2 separate regions of the Macaca mulatta genome follow, and region 2 is linked to region 1. Evidence: chromatin contacts called from public Hi-C data. All regions are on one chromosome and are shown on one strand. The core of a region is the stretch at or near the end of the contact, and the rest is flanking DNA. Distances in the headings are between cores, read along the strand shown. Region 1 holds the start of TOR3A (torsin family 3 member A). Region 2 holds the start of SOAT1 (sterol O-acyltransferase 1).

The links. A called contact is a pair of places that touch in the nucleus more often than the background predicts.
Region 2: a contact with region 1 is called in a Hi-C map of cortical neurons, with 5 times the contacts expected there. The contact joins the promoter of SOAT1 here to the promoter of TOR3A in region 1. A contact is called at or near these places in 2 of 14 Hi-C or Micro-C datasets (cortical neurons and fetal cortex germinal zone).

The regions. Positions count from the first base shown.
Region 1 is chr1:36,488,963-36,494,352 of T2T-MMU8v2.0, reverse strand. TOR3A (torsin family 3 member A) reads right to left here and starts at 3,235. Exons shown (of 6, transcript NM_001265670.1): 1 at 2,901-3,235; 2 at 2,245-2,358. The coding sequence starts at 3,174.
Region 2 is chr1:36,688,673-36,694,062 of T2T-MMU8v2.0, reverse strand. It overlaps SOAT1 (sterol O-acyltransferase 1), which reads right to left and starts at 2,332. Exons shown (of 15, transcript XM_078000918.1): 1 at 2,213-2,332. It overlaps LOC144340560 (a long non-coding RNA gene), which reads left to right and starts at 2,466. Exons shown (of 4, transcript XR_013416813.1): 1 at 2,466-2,895.

The sequences.
Region 1 (5,390 bases), core at 1,986-4,485:
TGTCCCCCATGTCCTGAGGCTGCTCCCATCCCTTGGTTTCAGGGCTCCCTGTTTCATGCAGAAGCTTGATTTTATTCATTCTCATTCAATTCAGCCGACACTTGTTGAGAGCAGCTCCAGTGTGCAAAGCCCTCTGCTAGGCCTAACTTCCTCTCAGACCTGAGGTTGTAGGATTTGGAGATGGGGCTACCAGGAGCCACAGTGGAGGCAGGGAGGGTGTGCTGCCAGCTGTGGGTGAGCACTCCAAATCCAGGATCAATTGGTTGAACACCTCAAGCCAGCCCAGAGCGTGTATTCTGGAGCCTTGGGAGGTCAAGGTCTATGATAAAACGTTGAGGGTATCACACATTGCTCCAAAAGTAGTAGTGACATAGAAGAAAATTAACATTTGCTGTTTTCTCTGTATTCAGAACTGGGCTAAGTGTTTTACATTTAGTCTTCACAATTCTGCAAGGCAGGCATTATTATTCCCATTTAAAGCTGAAGAAACTGGCTGGGCGAGGTGGCTCACGCCTGTAATCCCAGCACTTTGGGAGGCCGAGGTGGGTGGATCACCTGAGGTCAGGAGTTCGAGATCAGCCTGGTCAATGTGGCAAAACCCCATCTCTACTAAAAATACAAAAATGAGCCAAGCATGGTGGCGTGCGCCTATAATCCCAGCTACTTGGGAGGCTGAGGGAAGAGAATCGCTTGAACCTGGGAGGCGGAGGTTGCAGTGAGCCGAGATCACGCCACCGCACTCCAGCCTGGGTGACAGAGACTGACTTGGTCTCAAAATAAATAAATAAATAAAATAAAATACAGCTGAGGAAATGGACACTTGGGAAGGACTCTGCCAGCAAGGAAGAGGCAAGACTAGGAATCCAGTGGAGGAGTCTCTGATTCCCCGGCCGCAACAATTTGGATATCCAGGCCTTTGTCGAACAGGCATGTTGAGGGCAGAACGTAGTTGAGGGCAGAAAGTAACTCGCTAATTGCCACCTAGGGTCTTATCCAAGTCAGCAGTGATCCAAATTCAGACTTCCTGACCTGTATGTACTCCTATCTTCTGTCCTGAGCCAGACTGTGTCCCTAAAAACACTGTGTTATTGGCATTTTGGCCAATTAAGTGACCTAAATATCTAAGGTGGGCCTCATTTATGGAGACTGAAGGAGCTGGGATCAGAACTCTGGGTAAGAAATTGCTCCTGGGGAAAAGAGAGGAAGCTTTTGCAAATGTCTGAATAGGTTTCAGAACATGGGGCCAAAGATGACCTTGTGAGAGTGAAAATGCAAATCAACTGCAATATGCAAATCAAGTCACCCAAACTAATTAGAAAATACTGGTTGCCGGGTGCAGTGGCTCACACCTGTAATCCCAGCACTTTGGGAGGCCGAGGTGGGCAGATCACAAGGTCAGGAGTTCAAGACCAGCCTGGCCAACATGGTGAAACCACGTCTCTACTAAAACTACAGAAATTAGCCGGACGTGGTGGTGGGCACCTGTAATCCCAGCTACTCGGGAGGCTGAGGCAGGAAAATTGCTTGAACCCGGGAGGCAGAGGGTGCAGTAAGCTGAGATCGCACCACTGCACTCCAGTGTGGATGCAAAGCAAGACTCTGTCTCAAAAAAAAAAAAAAAAAAAAAAGAAAGGGACACTTGTAATCATAACCCAGAATTTCTGATCAGTTCTCTCACTGGATAGTTCCAGCCCCTCTGAGAGGTCCCTGTTTCTGTTTAGAGTGAAACAAGGTGCTCTGGGCCTGACTCTCCTAGAGATCAAAGGAGATGTTGGATTATGAGTTAATCCCTTTGAAACTCTTAGCACAGTGCCTGGTATGTATAACAGATATTAGGTATTCTCTTCTCCTTGGAAACGCTCTCAGGGATGCGGGAGGACATGGTGGGGGTAGCTGACAAATGAGCAGAGGAAAACCTGTTTAGACAGGGGACACACGGTGGTAATGAGGGCCTGTTCCCTCCTCCCAGCTTAGCTGAGTGTGATGTGTTCATGGCATTCCCATGGATCCTCAAGATGCACGAAACAGCTCAGTTTGCCTGGGCTATTAAGCTAGAGGCCAAAAAGGGGCTTCCCTGACTCTCAAGCATTTGGTACTCCTTCAAAACCTCAGACTGTGGCAGAAGTTCCTGCTTGTGGGGAGGTTGGACAGGATGACGAAAGGTCCCTTGCATCTAACCATTTCCCCTGGACTGCGTCCCCTCCCCACAGATCCCTAGTCCCTTGAAGCCATGCGAGGTCCAACCTGTAAAGTTGTTGGAGATTCTGCAATCCCCACCGGGGCAGCAGTCTTGGAAGCTGCAGTACCACGTGGTCAGGAGATCCAAGTACCGCTGGCCCAACAGGGAAAGGCGCCAGCCTGGAAAAGGAAGAGCTGTGAGACCGAGAGGAGACCATCCGGAGCTCGACAGTGATGCGGCAACGTTGCCACACAATTTGTCAGGGACAGAGCGACACCCAGAACTCAGATTCCAACTGCCAGCCCCAGCTCAGCCCACTGTCGGTCCTCAAGCCCTGCGTCCAAAAGCAGCAAGGGAGACGGCAGTCACCAGGCATGTCCACAGCGGACGCTGTCAAGAGCAGCACCTTCGAATAACGCCAGGGTGGGCTGGGAGACGGCACAGGCGGTGCAAGCGAGTCTGGAAAGCGCGGGGATGAGGGGCGGCAGGGGACGGGCAGCCAGGCCGCAGGGGGCGGCACCGGGGATGCGAGTGGGGCCGGAGCGGTGATGGGGCTCCCTGCTCCGCGGAGGCTGCCCCCGCCTACAGCCGGTACCGGCGGCTGAGCGGAGCAGAACTGCGGGCCCTGACGTCGCCCGGGGCAGGAGCGAGGCGACCACAGCCGCGCCCGGATCGCACTCTGCTCCGCAGCGAACGGCGGGCCGCGGGGACGGGGTCTTACCCAGGGGCCTCGCGGCTGCCTCCTCGTCCTCGTCACAGTCGTCCGGCCACACCTGGCAGCTGAAGAGCGTCCAGTACCGCTTGGAGAGGGCGCCGGCCGCCCTGAGCTGCTCCTGCAGGCGCTGGAAGCCCGGCCAGGCCCAGGCCGAGCCCGGCTCGTCGGTTCCCTCCCACGGCCTGGAGGTGCCGCGGGGCTCAGGCGCGCCCGGGAGCAGCAGCAGCAGCAGCAACAACAGGAGAAAGAGCCAAAGCTGGCGCCACGAGCCGCGAAGCATGGCCGGCCCCAAGCTGCGGGACCCTCTGGCTGCCGGCCTAGCCAGGCTCCCTTAAGCCGGGGGCTGTCGGGCGGGGACCGCACTTCCGAGGCGGGAGTGAACCCGGGATTGGTGTTGCTCTGGCGACCGGCGGGCCGGGCTGAGTGCGCACTGGCAGCCTCCGTACACGTGACCCAGGCGGGAACCCGAAACCCTGGCGGGGGTCCTGAGAGGCAGTCCGGAGACTGACTTCAGGCAAGGTGCAACTAACTGGCTTCCTGGAAGCAGTTTATTCTGGGTCGTGATTGTGGTTGCAAAGGTGAAATCAGGCTTTGAAATGGCCACTGTCAATCACTCGGCTAGGACTTTCGGACGGACCTGGTGGCCCATCAGAGGCCTACCGAATAAGGACACTCCTGCTCTGCCTCGCGTTTGCAGATCAACTTCTCGCCAACCTGTTAGAGGAAGCCGGGACACCGTCTCAGCCAGGAGCATTAGGCAGGCCAGGAGAGTCAGCTGAGTGAAGAGGCCCTGGAAAGAAGGGCGCAGCTGGGTGCCTGTCTGGCCGAGGTTGCCCTGGCTCCTCCGCAGAGGGAAATGAAACCGCAGCAAAACACCAGCAGGTTTCCACAGTTTGGGAGTCCACGAAAAGCAAGAGGAAGCTGATTGACGGGCCCCAGTCTGGAAGTGTTTGGATTTTGGAAACCCCCCGAGTCACGGGTAAATCATAAGGCGTCATGTCAATGTAATTATATCTCATAAAAAGGTGAAGTACTGTGTGCACTTTCTTGACTAGGTTTGCAACTTTCAAGTGCTGGGACTGAGTAGCCCATCCGACACCACTGGCAAAAGACTACAGGCCTCTTTCCCTCAGCGCGCTCTTCTCCATAGCGAGCAGCTTGGAACAAGGCTGTTAGATTTCAGAAGAGCTTAATGCATTGTTTAAAATCACCTGGCTTACTTCAGCCAATGGCCAAAAAGCCATCTTGTCTTAGGAGAAAACTGCTGTCTAGAGAGATCAGAGGACTTGGCTAATGTCGTCATGTTTAGTGGCTTTGAGGGTGGGCCCTCCAGACAGCAAGGTGAATCTGAGCACCCTGTGTCACAAATGTCACAGGCAACTTGACTCATCTCTTCACCCCCGTCTCTTAGATTACACCCAGTGCCAGGTCTGCTCCATTCTCAGCAGCACACCAAATTTGCGCCTTTCATTCAAACAGCTACAGAAACTAGACAAGCACCTTTGCTGGACACAAGGTTGAGATGAAAAGTAAAATGTTCGTAGTGTCTCAGCCATTCGCTGTGATGTCAAAAACTTTTCAGAGAAGCAGCCATGGCACCAGCCCAGCACTGTGTACATTAAGCTTGTGGAGTCCACCAGAGACAATTAACAGCACATACACCACAGTGCTTACTGGAAAACCAAACAAATTAGGCCGGGTGCGGTGGCTTAGGCTTGTAATCCTAGTACTTTAGAAGGCCGAGGAGGGCGGATCACCCGAAATCAGGAGCTCGAGACCAGCCTGGCCAACATGGCGAAACCCAGTCTCTACTAAAAATACAAAAATTAGCGGAGTGTGATGGCGCGCATCTGTAATCCCCGCTACTCAGGAGGCTGAGGCAGGAGAATGGCTTGAATCCAGGGTGCGGAGGTTGCAGTGAGCCAAGATCGTGCCACTGCACTCCAGCCTGGGTGACAGCACAAGACTCCATCTCAAAAAAAAAAAAAAAAATTAACTCACTCAACAAATGTCGCTTCAGTCTGAATGGCAGTCTATCATAGTGATTACCATTTTCTATTTGTGCAACCCTGTGTGTTACTGAACGGTCCCATGCCTGTTTCCTCACCTATAAAAAGGGATAATAAAATAGTCCCCTCATAGGGCTGCTGTGAAGATTAAATGAGCTCATTCAATGAGCACATCATCAACACTCAATATGTGGCCACTTTTATTTTTGTATCTACCCAGCCCTGGAGGAGGCTCTGGGTGGTCTACACAGGAGGTGAGGATGGCTTTAGTTAATACTGGTGAAGTTTACAAGTGAATTTATGGTGAAAAAATTAATAGTAACAATTGTTTATTAAAACAATCCAAGTTTTAAGATTTTGTGGAAACAATTATCTTTGCTTGGAACTTTCGTGTAGGGCTACCTCCTCATTTCTGAGATGTTCTGACTTGGATTTAGCATCCCATGGTAAATAAAGTAGGTTAGCTGGGAAGTTCTTCGACAACCGA
Region 2 (5,390 bases), core at 1,083-3,582, 200 kb before region 1:
CAGTGAAACCCTCTCAGTCTCTACTAAAAATACAAAAATTAGCCAGGGGAGCTGGGTGCGGTGGCTCATGCCTGTAATCCCAGAATTTTGGGAGGCTGAGCCGGGGATCACCTGAGGTCGGAAGTTCAAGACCAGCCTGATCAGTAAGATATGACCAGTCTTTACCAATAAAAAAAAAAAAAAAGAAAAAAAAATTAGCCACGTGTGGTGGCAGGCGCTTGTAATCACAGCTACTCAGGAGGCTGAGGCAGGAGAATTGCCTAAACCCAGGAGGCGGAGGTCGCGGTGAGCCGAGATCGCGCCATTGCACTCCAGCCTGGGCAACAAAGAGCCAAACTCCATCTTAAAAAAAAAAAAATTAGCCGAGCATAGTGGGACACGCCTGTAATCCCAGCTACTTGGGAGGCTGGGGCATGAGAATCATTTGAACCTGGGAGGCAAAGTTTCAGTAAGTTAGGCATAGTAAGAGATTAACAATGTATTGTATTAAAATTCACTTGGTCTCTCTTGGAATGTCTTATTGTACTCTTGTTTCCCACCTTAGGTAGCTGACACTACAGAAAGCGGCTAAGCGGGGATCACTATATTTCTCATTCAAAAGTTCCTTCCTCTGTCTACCAACTTACTGATTCTTTCATTGGGCCAACCCTGAGAATTAACAGATAGGCTAAACCAGCCTTCATGAAATGTACTAGCAGAGGAACAAAGCAACTAATTCATTACAATTAATGATCAACTTCTGCTAAGGAGAATAAAGAGTTCGTGGAGGGCTTAATGGGGATGGGGTGATTTCCAAAGGAAGCGATATGTGGGCTGATACATGAGGCAGGTATAAGAGTTGGAGGGAGGGAGAGAATATAGCATTAGAGGTGGAGGAAACTCCCAAAAGCCAGGAGATAGGAAAGAAAATGTAGCTTTCCAGTAACAAAAATAAAGCCAGTGTGGCACGAACCTGGAAAGTCAGAAGGAAAGTGGGCCAAATGAACCAGAGATAGAAAGAGTGTGCTCACTCAGTAGGTCTTTATCCTAAAAGATTGCGAAACCTCAGAGGGGTTCTTAGCACATGATTCACTAAAACACGTGCATTTCTAAACGACAATTCAATGCCACAGACCTCCTTCCAAAACCGATTCTCACACCCAGACAACACACAGACTTCCTTAACAAGTCATTCACTGACACCGCCCAACTTTTAAAAGGTACACACACACAAAAAGCTTCAAACTGAATTCTACTTCAAGGAAGAGGAAATCAAGTACGCTGGAAAAAAAAAAAAAAGTTTAAATAGGTGGCAGTCACTTAAACATTAAAAAGTGACCAACAGGCCAAGTGCGGTGGCTCACGCCTGTAATTCCAGCACTTTGGGAGGCCGAAGCGGGCGGATCACTTGAGGTCAGGAGTTCGAGACCAGCCTGGTCCTACATGGTGAACCCCCGTCTCTACTAAAACTACAAAAATTACCTGGGCGTGGTGGCGCACGCCTGTAATCCCAGCTACTCGGGAGGCTGAGGCAGGAGAATCGCTTGAACCCGGGAAGCGGAGGTTGCAGTAAGCCGAGATTGCGCCACTGCACTCTAGCCTGGCGACAGAGCAAGACTCCGTCTCAAACAAAAATAAGTGACCAACGAACTTAACCTATATATAAATACAGAGAATAAAGTTTATATAGTTGTTTCTCACTTAGAGATGGTCGTTCAATATACATATTATTTAAATTACATGGCCATTAACACTTAGGGAAAACAGAAACTTCAGTACATCCTAATATTTTAAAATAAAACATGAGCTTGATTAAAGGTTCTGGTGCCCATACAGATTTTCATGTCTTGCTAATGCCATCCTTCCCTTCACACATTTTCTCTAAATCATTAAAAAGCTGACTTCCTGAGTGCATTTTTGGTTTCGCTTTTTAAAGAATAAAACGTCTTCCAATTCCTAACTTTCTTTACTACCGACTTGAGAGATGCCACGAGATTTCGGGAATACCAAACCAGCGTGCAGGGTTTAAAAGGCTTCCCGTAACCCGGGCGCCTCACGGTAACTTTCCCGCCCTCTCCTCCCCAACTCCCCTGCACTCGCCGAGTCTCGCCTTCGCCCCAGCACAGCCCAGGACAAGGCCGAGTCGGAGCTGCTGCCGCCACCGCTTCCCCGCGGGCTGAGGCCGGTGGATCCAAGCGGGAAGCGAGGAGAGGCGCGGGAGCACCACCGTTACCTGAGGCCCGCGCCCGGCAGCGGGGACTTCAGCCAAGAGGGCAGAGCCGGGAAGCAGTCACAGAGCGGCCAGCCGGAAGGTCGGCTCCGGGAACCTCTCCTGGCGCCCAGCGCCCGCAACGTCGCCTGCTGGGCGGCAGAGAAAGATAAAGCGCCGGACAGCCCGGCCCCTACGCCCCCTGCCTCCGAGCTCCGCTGCGTCACGCGCAGGGCCAGCTCCGGCTGAGCATCCTATTGGTGGTCCCGAGGTTGCCAGGCTCCGCCCACCTCCCCGCCCCTTCCCGGGCGCGCGGGTTCCCGGCGCCAGCCCTCTTAGCTGGCCCTGGCAGCCTGCCAGGTAAGCTTCTCACCTGGACATCATGACACCAGCGACAACATCTTGCTTGACACTTCCACCCTAGCTGTAGAAGGTGAAGCCAAAACCGGACTGCGACAACTCCCTGCAAGTCCGAAACGGCATCCTGCGTGGTAGCATGGAGCTGCGGGGTCGTTTGGCTCCTAGGCCGACTGGAATAAGCCACTTCTGAAGCTGTGGATCATTGCAGTTTGAACTCACCATCCAGGAACAACGTAGAACTAGCCAGAAGCAAGAATCGCTGACTTATCTACACACCAAGATTCGTGCTTTATCAGGAGATTCCTTAGGCTTTGAAAAGCAGCGTCCTTCAGCAACATTCAAACTAGGTAAGGGGACAAAACCTGCACCAAATAATAAAACACACCAAATAATGGGACAACTAAGTAATATTTAAGGGCCCTTGAGGCCGGGCGCGGTGACTCACTCCTGTAATCCCAACACTTTGGGAGGCTGAGGTGGCTGGGTCACCTGAGGTTAGGAGTTCGAAACCAGCCTGACCAACATGGTGAAACCCCGTCTCTACTAAATACAAAAAATTACCGGGCGTCGTGGCGCGCGCCTGTAATCCCAGCTATTCGGGAAGCTGAGGCAGGAGGATTGCTTGAACCCGGAAATCGGAGGTTGCAGTGAGCCTAGATTATGCCATTGCACTCCAGCCTGGGCAATAAGAGCAAAACTCCTTCTCAAAAAAAGTTTTAAAAACAAAATAAATAGGGCCGGGCACGGTGGCTCACACCTGTAATCCCAACACTTTGGGAGGCCAAGGCGGGCGGATCACGAGGTCAGGAGATCGAGACCATCCTGGCTAACACGGTGAAACCCCGTCTCTACTAAAAATACAAAAAAAATTAGCCGGGTGTGGTGGTGGGCGCCTGTAGTCCCAGCTACTTGGGAGGCTGAGGCAGGAGAATCGCTTGAACCCGGGAGGTGGAGGTTGCAGTGAGCCAAGATCGTGCGGCTGCACTCCATCCAGCCTGGGCGACAGAGCAAGACTCCGTCTCAAAAATAAAAAAATTTTTAAAAATTAAATAAAATAAATAAAGGGCCCTCGTGACTTCATAATCAAAAGAAGAATGATGCAGAGAGATTTGGGACAGAGATTAAATACAATAGTTAATCGCTTGGATTTTGTGAAGGCAGAGGTGTAGGTGAATTAGGGTAAAGGTAGGTGAAAAGGCAATGATGAGAGGAACAGAGACTGAAGAGTTGCACTCGCAGCCTGCAAACTAATACCGGCTAGCCTGGCCTGACTAATTGCTTCTTCCCCACTCCTCCCCAGGACAAAAATCCCCGAAGAAATAGATGAGGTTTAACAGAACTGACTACTTCTGTGGTCCTTTAAACAAAGTGGATTTGTACACGTTCCCTTGGCCACCCAGCAGGCTGCACTGTTCACTCAAAGCAGAACTGGCCCTCAGTGTCCAGTCGAGTTTAGTACTGGCTGTCATTGGCAGAAGTGCTCCATTTGGCCTCTTCTACAACTGTGATTGCCACGTGTGCCAACTAGTTGGTGACAGGGTCTGGTAGACCCCAGCTGCTTCCCCTCCCTACTCCCACTAGTTATAGAGCAGTAGGAACATAGGGACTCATTTCTGTTGGGATTCTGTTCGCTACCTTTTATACACACCAAGATGACCCGCTTTTTCACTGTTTGATTCATTCATTCAAAAAATATTGATAGTATTCTTGGTGCTAGAAATACAACAGTGAATAAACAGAAGAAACCCCTGCACTTAGAGGCTTATGTTCTGCAGGACTAGGTATGAAAGGAAACAAACAGGTGGCTCAAGCCTATAATCCCAGCACTTTGGGAGACTGAGGCAGGAGGATCACTTTGAGGCCAGGAGTACAAGACCAGCCTGAGCAGCATAGTGAAACTCCCTCTCTACAGAATTTAAAAACAACAACAACGACAACAAAATTTGCTGGGAATTGTGGCAGGCCCCTATGGTCCCAGCTACTCGGGATGCTGAGGTGGGAGGATTGCCTGTGGTGGGGGGTGTGGGGTGGGGGGTGAGGGACGGAGGATGCAGTGAGCCAAAAAATCAGACCACTGCACTGCAGCCTGGTCGACGGAGTGGGATTCTGTTTCAAACAACAAAAGATTGTGTTTCTAATGGAGAACATAAGTAATGAAACGAATAGATGAGCTAATCACTGGCAGTGATAAGTATTGAGCAGAAAACAAAACAAAATGGTCAGGGCAGGACTTTCTGAGGAGACAATTTAGGAGCTAAGACCTAAATGACAAGAGGGAGCCAGCCAAGCCAACCATGGGGAGGAAGAACATTCTAGACAGAGGATAATGGGTGTGAAGGCCCCGATGCTGAACTGTGGCTAATGCTGAAGCGTGGCTGTTTAAGGAACAGGCCAGGAGGCTTCAGCATGTTAAGTAGGGGTTTGAAGTTGAATTTAGAGCATTAAGCAGGAACCTAATCACGTTGTTTGGATTTGTCTGTTAAGTGCAAGGCAAGATAATGAAGGGTTTGGGTTTTTGTTGTTTTGAGATGGGGTCTCACTCTGTTGCCCAGGCTGGAATGCAGTGGTGCAATCAGGGCTCACTGCATCCTCTACTTCCCCAGGCTCACTAAGTCATCCTCTCACCTCAGCCTCCCAAGTAGCTGGGACTACAGGCAGGCGCCACCACACCAGACTAATTTTTGTATTTTTGTAGAGACGGGTTTCGTTGTATTGCCCAGGCTGGTCCTGAACTCCTGGGCTCAAGTGATCCTCCCGCCTCAGCCTCCTGAACTGCTGGGATTATAGGCATGAGCCACTGTGCCCAGCCATTGGTTTATTTTTTTTTTAATCAAACTATTTT